Linked DNA regions of Oryctolagus cuniculus: region 1 is linked to region 2. The links are chromatin contacts, called in public Micro-C maps. All regions are on one chromosome and are shown on one strand. Each heading gives the region's core, a stretch centred on a gene start, on an enhancer-like site or on the middle of the called end of the contact. The rest is flanking DNA. Distances are from core to core; before and after follow the strand shown. Region 1 overlaps LOC103350930 (a long non-coding RNA gene). Region 2 overlaps LOC103350930 (a long non-coding RNA gene).

Region 1 (4,581 bases), core at 2,018-4,517, 75 kb before region 2:
ATATGAAGTCTGGGGTTAAAAATGGAAAAGACAAAAACTAGAGCAAGTGTGGAAAAATCTGGGTAACTGTTGATTTGCAGCAGTGTAAGAAATATGGGGATTAATTGTGGTATATGCTCTTCTTTTGATATGTTTGAAGATTTTTCATAATAAAGATTTAAAGTGAGCTTTTAAAAATTTACTTACCATATCTAATACCTGCAATGGAGATTATACCTTGAAGAATATACCTATAAAGGCAGTATGTTTCTTGAGCAGGTGTTTGACAAAAGAATAAGAGGTTGCTTGGGATGCCCACAGCCCATATTGGAGTGGCTGGGTTTAAGTCTCCACTCTGCTCCTGATTCCCACATCCTATTGATGCACACTTTGGGAGCAGCAGGTGATGGATGGGTCCCTGCCACCCACATGGGAGGCCTGAATTGAGTTCCCAGATCTCGGCTTTGGTCTGGCCCAACCCCAGGTATTGTGGGCATTTGAGGAGTGAATCAGTGGCTGCGAGATCTCTGTCTCTCTGCCTTACAAATAAATAAAATAAATGGAAAAGTTTTAAAAGTTCACATTTCTTTGCATTAAAAAATAAAGACTATTTCAAATTTTATTTATTTATTTTTTAGTTTATTTGAAAGGCAGAGAGAGGGAGGGAGGGAGGGAGGGAGGGGGAGAGAGAGAGAGAGAGAGAAAGAGAGAATCTTCCGTCTGTTGGTTCAGTCCCCAAATACCTGCAGGAGTGAACTCAATCCTAGTTTCCCGTATGAGTGGCAGCTACTCAAGAACTTGAGTCATCACTGCTGTCTCCCAGGGTGTGCATTAGTAGGAAGCTGGGATGGGAAGAAGAGCCAGTTCCTGAATCGAGGCATCCAGTAGGGGATGCAGGCATCCCAAGCAGCATCTTAACTTCTGTGCCAAATAGCCACCCTAACTATAAACTATTCTTCCTGGTAACTGTCATCAACATCCAAAACTAGCATTGACTGAATTCCTTTCAGGGTCTTTTGTTACAAATAAAAAAATTGAGAGAGCACTCTGTCATATGAGGAGCTTTCCATGGATATAAACACAAAGTGGTGTCTTCCACTTGCCTCTACATTCTAATTTCCTCTATGCTTTGTTGATGTGAGCAGACAGAATTGGGAATGATCCCAAGTGGAGACCTTGCATAAATCATGGACAGCTCAACTATGGTATCCTTCATCCAAAATACCCATTACCTATTGTCCTTGTTGGTGCTGGAGTTGGAAGGCCCAGAATGGCAAGGGGCATACAGCCCATGGGCCTGGTGGACCAGACCTGGGGGTGCAATGTCCGTGGTGGCATCAGAGGGAAGAGTCAACATTTTCTTCATTGGCCATGCTTACCCCTGGAGAAAGGCAAGCTCTGTGATCTACACTGTGTCTATAAAGCCAAAGTAAGTGGTTGAGCAACTGTCCAGCGAACTCAGTTAAAGTCAAGCAAGAAGTCTAGGTCTACAAGTCCTAATTATGGCACTCTGCAGCGAACAGGAAATTATTCCGTATTTACTTTACATTCGTTTTGTAGCCCCAGCTTTTCCAAAGGAGGAAAGGAGAAGTTACTATTTTTAAAGCATGGTTGAAGAATAGAATACTTTCCATGCAAACATGGTAGATCATTTGCCAACGAGTATTATGATTAAAAATATCTACTGGGCCTGTGTGGGATGTCTGGAATTCTCTGGAATTCTTTCATTTTATTGTATTTTCCCCTATGGCTGTATTGCATTACACCACAGTAGGCTGGTCATGATAGTTGAGAGATTTACTTCTGACACTTTTTGGTGTGGTGGCCTCATTCACACTCCACATTTTATAATAGAGAGAATTTTGTGTATTTTGAAAGAACTCTTCCTCAAAAATAAAAACCACAGCCTAACGGCTTTAGAGTATCCATCTCAACATTTCTGTACCTGTAGATTTATTGGAATGCAGAAAAAAAATAAGATAAACAAAATACCCATGTGTGCAGTCTGAGAGCAGGTTCCTTTTTGGAAGGTGTGTGTGTGTGTGCGTGCATGTGTGTGTGTGTGTTTTGATGAGCTAAGTGTTGATTCTAACCCGAAAAGACTGAAAAGTGTGAGATTAGATAAGTGTCTGCTAGATACATTATTGCCATGTGGGTTCTGTGCTCAGAGGTCACTGGTCGTAGCTGCAGAATAAAGTTCACCAGTTGTTGATCTTCCCTCTGATTGGGCACTCACTGAAAGCAGAATGTGAACGATCTTCCGGAAGCCCTTTGTCAACTTCAGGTCTGCCTCATGACGCTGGAGTTTCCAGCAAGGGCACGCATGAAGAAGTCTGCAGGCATTGCTTGAGCAACGCCAAGTGGCCACTGGCCAGGGGAGAAGTTAAACCAGGAGATGGCTATCAGGGGCAGTTGTTAGATTTGGCACATCTTTCCCGAGCTGCTGAGCTGAGCAGGAAAGAGGGAAGGCTGTTTGTGGATTTATCACATCAGTTCTATAATGCACCCTTTCATCTGAACCTTTCTCTTTGCCCAAGAGTGAAGCAAGTCTGACTTGCATACCATGGAGGATTTACATTGGACGCTTTGCTGCTTCCGCCCACACCCCCATGGAGCCCTCCACTTACAATTTTCCACATTGATTTTCCTGAAGCCTGGACAGTAGCCTTTTAGGTGGTTTGGGATGTCTTCTGGTTGTACTTAAATTTTTCCAACAGATTTTCAGCACATCCTATAATAAATAAGAATAGCTTCCTGTGAACTGTGGTGACTTCTCATACTACCTTTGCAAGTGTGTGTGTGTGTGCATATGCATGAAAAATGGCCTGACCCTCCAATGACTGCAAAACTGTCTCACTTGAACATCCTTTGCTGTGGTCATCTTGCCTTCGGGTCGTCAAATAAAGTGGTGTTTGGGTCGCATCTAGCGCAGATACTTTAACCGTAAAGCTTAATGTATAACTAGCATTTTTTTTCCTTCTGTGTCAGCAGTTGGCAGCACAATACTGTAAATAAGGATTCTGGTGAGTAAGTGGACATCTGTGGAGCCTGGGGATGGGAAGGCTGGGGTAAGCAGTTTTGAAATTCATGCCAGTGGTTGCTGCAAGTGATAAGATAATTTGAGTAACCCGTAAGACCTGTGGATTCACAGGTTTCAAAAACAGGAAAGTCTCTTGTTTAAAAACCCTCTAAAGCAACATGTGGGCTTAGAAGAGAAGCTGGCTTGTGGTTTGGTGATTGTACTTCCTTATTGATATAATGGCCGCTGACGAAAGGCCTCCCGGGATTGCAGGGCTGCGACCGCAGGCCCGACAGTTACCCTGACGGGTTCTGAAACAGACCGGGGCTTTCTGGACAGATGAGAAGTCTAAAAATTTCCCTTTTCATTTCCTCTCTTGTGTGACTTTGTCATTTTTTTTTTTTTGAAAAACTGGTAACAGAAAAGGGAATTTTGCCCATGCTTTTAAGGAGTTGGTCTTTGACTAGCTCTCCCCCTCCCCCGGAACCACCCCCTACTCCTTCAAAATCTCTCTGAAAAGCCCAATCTAAAACAATAAATCAGCCATTGCAGATCTCTCAGTGGGTCTATGTTTGATTAATTGGCTTTTAGGCGGGATTCATAACAAGCAAATCTTTTAAAATGGTATGACTTACTTTCATTTATTTATTTATTTATTTGAGAGGGAGAGAGAGAGCCAGAGAGAGAGAGAGAGAGGACATTTCCATCTGCTGCTTAACCCTCCAGTTGCCCGCAGTGGCTGGGGCTGGGTCAGGGCTACATCCAGGAGCCAGGAACTCAATCCAAGTCTTCCATGTGGATGGCAAGAACCCAATTATTTGAGCCATTCCTGGCTCCCTCCCAGGGCCTGCATGGGCAGGAAGCTAGAATCTAGAGCCAGAGCTGGGAATCAAATGCAGGCACTCTGATGTGGGAGGCAGGCATCCTAACTGCTAGGCTAACCGCCCACTCCCATAAAATGGTATGATTTTTAAGAAACATTCTGTGACCTCCATATCTTTGGCGTCCGGGTGTTTAAAGCCCAGGTAAAAGCTGTGTCCTTCTGGAAACCTAATCCTCTCTTAGCCAACTGGGATCTCTTTTGGGCACATGCTCCCAGGAGGCATGCTTGAGTTCCTGCCTAAGTGAAAACAGATGCCATTCCTGTGTGACACAGCGAACTGGCCACAGCACAGAAAGTTCCTCTGGCTCGAGGAGTGGGGGCTGTCTCAGGCCCTGAAAACATCTGCATCAGGCTAAACTTGAGAAAGGGCCCCTGTGTTCCTATCTGCCTGCAGAGGATGCCTGGGTGACAGCCAGTGGCTGAATCTGCCTTCAGGCAGCTGCTGGTCTTCTCTCCCTCCAGGAAAAAATAGGGCAAGAAGGCAGAACCTGCTTCCAGGCCACAATTCCTCTGGGGAGCATTGTCCCTGCAGGCTTTGCTCCCATCTTGCATACGTGTACTTAAGTGTCATTTATGCTGTTTGGCCTAGCCTGGGAGTTCCTTTTATTTTTGGTGAATTCAAAGAAGATACCATTTGGAAGAAGGACACATATCAGTGCTCTAGAAGATTCCTAGATGAACTCACTGACTGTGACCAAAT
Region 2 (4,583 bases), core at 412-2,911:
CGGCCAGCCTGCCAGCTCACTGCGGACCATCTCAAGACGCTGTGAGTGGGGCTGTGTGTTTTCACCAAGCTGTGGCTGGCTGAGCAGAGTTTGAAGAACTGGTTCTTGACTTCTCGCTGTGATCTCACAGTTCAGGTGGCTTTGAGCCCTGGGTGGTGGATATAGCTGGCTGGGTGAGAGGCCGGGGTGGGAACAATGTCTGCAGAGGACCCGGGACGGTCCAGGGGAGGGGACTCTGCACACAGAGATGTGCCACTGCAGCTCAGATGGAAGGCTGTTCAGGTGGGGGCCTGGCCGGGGGTGGGCCTGGGAGACACAGCAGTCCAGGGTGTCTACTGCTCGTGAGTAGACTCGGCAAATCAGGAACTTTGAAAGCAGGGTTAGTGGTTAGGTAAAATCAAATGAGCTAGTCTTAAATATCAAGCATAATAAGCTTGTAAAACCTCTTAGATTTTAAAAAAATGAAGATGTTAAGTTTACTTGTTTTTTTTTCTTTGTGTATTTCTTTTTCATTTTATGGTAGAGGGAGAAAGACAAACAGGAAGACATCTTCCATCCACTGGTTCACTCCCCAAATGCCTGCAAAGGCTGGGACTGGGCCAGGTGGGGGCCAGGAGCCCAGAACTCCATCCAGGTCCCCCGCACGGGTGTCAGAGACCGAACTCCATGAGCTTCACTAGCTGGCTCCCAGGGTGAACTAGCAGGATCCTAGCTTCAGAAGCAGAGCTGGGACTCGAACCCAGGCACTCAGATATGGGAGGTATGCAATCGGAGTGCTGGCCTAACACCCGGCCCTAGATTCTTTTCAGCAGGATGACTTTTTCTTAAAAAATTTTTTCTGAAAACACTTTTGGCATGATTTTTATTATGGTAAACTATACATAACTTAAAACATACACCTTGTAAGTGTGCAGCTTGGTGGCATGCAGCACACTGACATCGCTCCACAGCCATCGCCGCCAGCCATCTCCAGAGCCTTTTCATCTTCCCAAGCTGGGCCTCCACGCTCATTCAACACTGCCTCCCCTTCCTCCCTCCCCACAGCCCCTGGCAGCCGCTTCTCTTTCTATTGAAACTCTAGAAAAGACCCAAGAAGCCTTCTAGCAGAGCGTAGAAGGTGTTTCAAATAACCTCCTCCTTCAACGATACATTCAAGAAGGCTCTTTTCTTAATATAGGAACTTTGTTTGACCTCTCACATGTAGTCACACAACAAAGGCACGAACATATGCAGAAATATTTGGCCCCTCCGGAGTGATTGTACATGCCTTTATTTTGCCCTTGCTGAAAAGAGCAATATAATGTTTATAAAAGAACACTTGCAAAGAAGAAAGACTTGGACCAGACCCCCGTCTTCCTGAGTTGTTGACAGCTGTTATTCAGTGGAAACCTCAGTGGAAACAAAGAAATATTGCAGCATTGTTTTAACATGAACATTTGAAGTGGCTTCCTTCCAAAGCCTGGCTGATTTAGGTGCCTGGGAGCCGAGGCCAAAGCCTCCTGTACGCTCTTGATTTCTTCCCTCTAGCTCTTGTTGATGCAGCTGCAGAGCAGTCTGGCGAGCATCCTGGACCTGCGATCGCTTCCACTCTCTCGGAGTCAAATGTTTCTTGGTTGTGTCCCCGTGTCTTCCTGCCTTGTTGACTGCTCCATTTCCAGGGCTCCTGCTGCACCGCCGGAAAGCAAGCTTTTCCCTGTTGAGCAGAGTCACAGACTTTCTCAGAATCCCGAGCAGTGGCAGCCAATGTGGAGATTTCGATGGAAAAACCATTGAAACAGGAAGACAGGAGGATCGGACAGCCTCCTTCCCCTACCCCGGAAGGGTGGTACCTCCGCCTCACCGGCTTTTTTTTTTTTTCTTTTTAAAACTTTGTGGCAATACAAGCTCAACCTATTTTGGGCCCTGGATGCCGTTCCATAGCTCTGCCCACCCACCTCGTGCTGACTCACCCACCGTGTGCCCTGCTGAGTCATCTCATGTCTCTCCCCCCCCCCCCCACCCCCACCAGTAACACAGGGTTAATAGTGCCCGTTGTGGTGGCGAGACTCGAATGAGAAAACAAGTGAAAGTGACTTGAAAATCAGACAGCACTTTGCTAGTGTGGTGCGGTGGGCCTCTCTGAGCGGACCTGTCAGAGGGGGTTTGGGGCACAGGTCCCGGCGGTGTGCCAGAGGGGGTTAGGGGTGTGAGGGGGTGGCAATCCCCTCAGCCCTCTGGCTGCGAACTGCTTTCCCTATTCACCTTCTACAAAAAAATATTATCTTTCCCTAACAGGGCCGTGACAAATGACAAAAATGATTCGGGAGCACTATTCGGGAGGCGTGCAAGGGTGGGACTGATGGGCCCAGGTGAGAGCAGCTGAGGAGGGTCCTGGGCAGGGGGTTCCCACACACCCCCTCCATCCATCAGGCTCAGTGTCTGGACCGTCTTCCCTCAGCCCCCAGGCACCCGGTCCCTGCACTGGGAGTGCTCATTGCTATAGCTGGACTGTGTCTCCCCACAAAGTGCAAATGTTGGAAATTTGGTCCCCAAATTCAAATATTTTGATGGCATTTCTCGGTGGGGCCTTTGGGGGGTAATTAGGGTAATGAGGATTAGATGAGGTCGTCAGGGTGGGACCCCATAATAAGGTTAGTGGCTTTGTAAGTAGAAGGAGAAAGACCCAAGCTGGCGCCCTTGCTCTGTCTTGCCATGGGCTTTCTTCCACCATGTTAAAATGCAGCAGGAAGGCCCTTGCTTGGTGCTGGCGCCCTGCTCTCGGCTTTCCCAGTGTCCCCACCTGGAGGAAGCAGATTTCATCCAGTCTTAGGTAGAACAGCAGAAAGCAGATTCAGGTGAGCTGTCCTCCCTGTGGTCACAGCTCTCACAAGGGCAGGTGTCCACCTCAATTCCCATTGTCCCTTTCTACATAGTAGGTCCCTACTGAACAGGTGAAAACCGTACCACCTTTGTAGATCTCCAGTCTTTGAACATGTTTATAACTATTTCCTTCCTCAACATTCATTGAAGACTAAGTTTTGGAGAAAAAAATAGAAAAAAAATGAACCGTTGCTGCCTAGATTTCCAGAGTGTGGCCCAGGAACCGGCAGCGGGCAGGGGCTTCCCCTGGAAGCTTGTTAAGACAATGTGATTTCAGGTTCATCCCAGGTGGTCAGAGTCAGAACTCACCTTGCAGCAGCAACCCAGGAGGGGGGTCTCCTGCTGCAGCCCAAGAGGAACCTGGTTCAGGTGTGTGCAGGGCCCCTGCAGGTGAGGGAGGAGACACTCTGCCCTGGCTTCTCCTTTCAGATCTTGGAGGAGGAGAGCCTAAGGCTTCTCACCATGGAGGGAGAGTGCCAGCCAGCCGTGAAGCCCAGCATTTCCCATGGCTCAAGGGGCTGAGTTTTGCTAAGGGATCCAGGCAGGGGGGCTGACGCATAGCTCTGGCGGTAGCTGTGGGCGGCCCCATTGCACCTGCAGCCTCTAAGTCACGGCCTAGGGAGCAGGAGCCAGAGAAATGACAAAAACCACCTGCACTGGCTTTCTGGGAAAATTAGGGATCATCTCGCCGTGCAGGAACCCTGGCTGGCCAGCACTGCAGCCCCCTTTGTCCTTCCCAGGCGGTTTATGGTGTCTGGTATGTGGGGACGGCCCCAGAGAGCTAACCCTGGTCTTGATCAGACCCAGGTCATAGAGATGATTTCGGATCTTTCTAACTGATCCGCCCTGGTGTCTATAGCCCTCTTGGTCTTCCTCAGATCTAACTGAAATTTAATTCATTCCCTAGACCCAACTGAAATGTGCTTATCTGTTACCTTGTGACGACTCTTTCATTCTTTTCTTTCTTTCTTTTTTTTTAAAAAAGACATATTTATTTATTTGACAGAGTGACACAGAAATACATCTTCCATTTGTTGGTTCACTCCCCTAATAGCTGCAACAGTCAGGGTTGGGCCAGGTCGAAGCCAGGAGCCTAGAACTCCATCCAGGTCTCCCAAGTGGGTGGCAGGGACCCAAGCGCTTGGGCCATCTTCTGCTACTTTCCCAGGCATGTTAGCCTGGAGCTGGATCAGAAGTGCAACAGCTAGGACTCAAAACTGGTGCCCTGATATGGTATACTGCTGTCACAGGCGGCAGCTTAACCCCTCTGTGCTGCAATGCCCGCTTCTCGAGTTATTTTCTTGATCAATATTTGTTTTGTAGTGTTGTTGGAAGACTGCTGGGTTTCAGTCATGGCTCAGTCATCCATTCATTCAGAAATATTGACTGAGCACCTACTATATGCCAGGTGCTCCACTGGGCACTGAAGACATGGGGGTCAACCCTTGCCCTCGTTCTAGTGAGAGAGACAGGCAATGAACAGGAAATAACTCAGGCGTAGCATTTTTCTCATCAGCTGTCTGGCCCTGTGCTTGCATGACCTATCAGCATGTTGATTTCTTCAGATGGAAAGTGGCGGATCCTGGCAGTCTGCTCCTAAGAGGCTTGCTGTGAAGGTCAAACATATTAATACACACCGTGTACGATAATTCTCATGAAGGTACTCATGTGGTGGGAGCTTGCTGTTCCTGTGTGTCTCTCCTGTTATGTTCTCAGGTCCTCTG

Evidence for each region. Hi-C and Micro-C count contacts between places; a contact is called where the count stands out from the background.
Region 1: a contact with region 2 is called in a Micro-C map of ear pinna, with 2.0 times the contacts expected there. The contact joins two enhancer-like sites. A contact is called at or near these places in 5 of 6 Hi-C or Micro-C datasets (ear pinna, embryonic fibroblasts, liver and 2 more).

The regions. Positions count from the first base shown.
Region 1 is chr13:54,260,542-54,265,122 of mOryCun1.1, reverse strand. The region is part of intron 1 of LOC103350930 (a long non-coding RNA gene); the gene reads left to right. Among named protein-coding and RNA genes, the nearest start is that of TOMM20, 140 kb to the left of the region's middle. Within about 2 kb of position 3,267, at least 4 of the 8 cell types and tissues checked have an H3K27ac peak or open chromatin away from gene starts, as enhancers often do. A contact at or near this core is called in ear pinna, where this site is marked.
Region 2 is chr13:54,184,104-54,188,686 of mOryCun1.1, reverse strand. All of the region lies in intron 2 of LOC103350930 (a long non-coding RNA gene), which reads left to right. Among named protein-coding and RNA genes, the nearest start is that of TOMM20, 210 kb to the left of the region's middle. Within about 2 kb of position 1,661, at least 2 of the 8 cell types and tissues checked have an H3K27ac peak or open chromatin away from gene starts, as enhancers often do. A contact at or near this core is called in ear pinna, where this site is marked.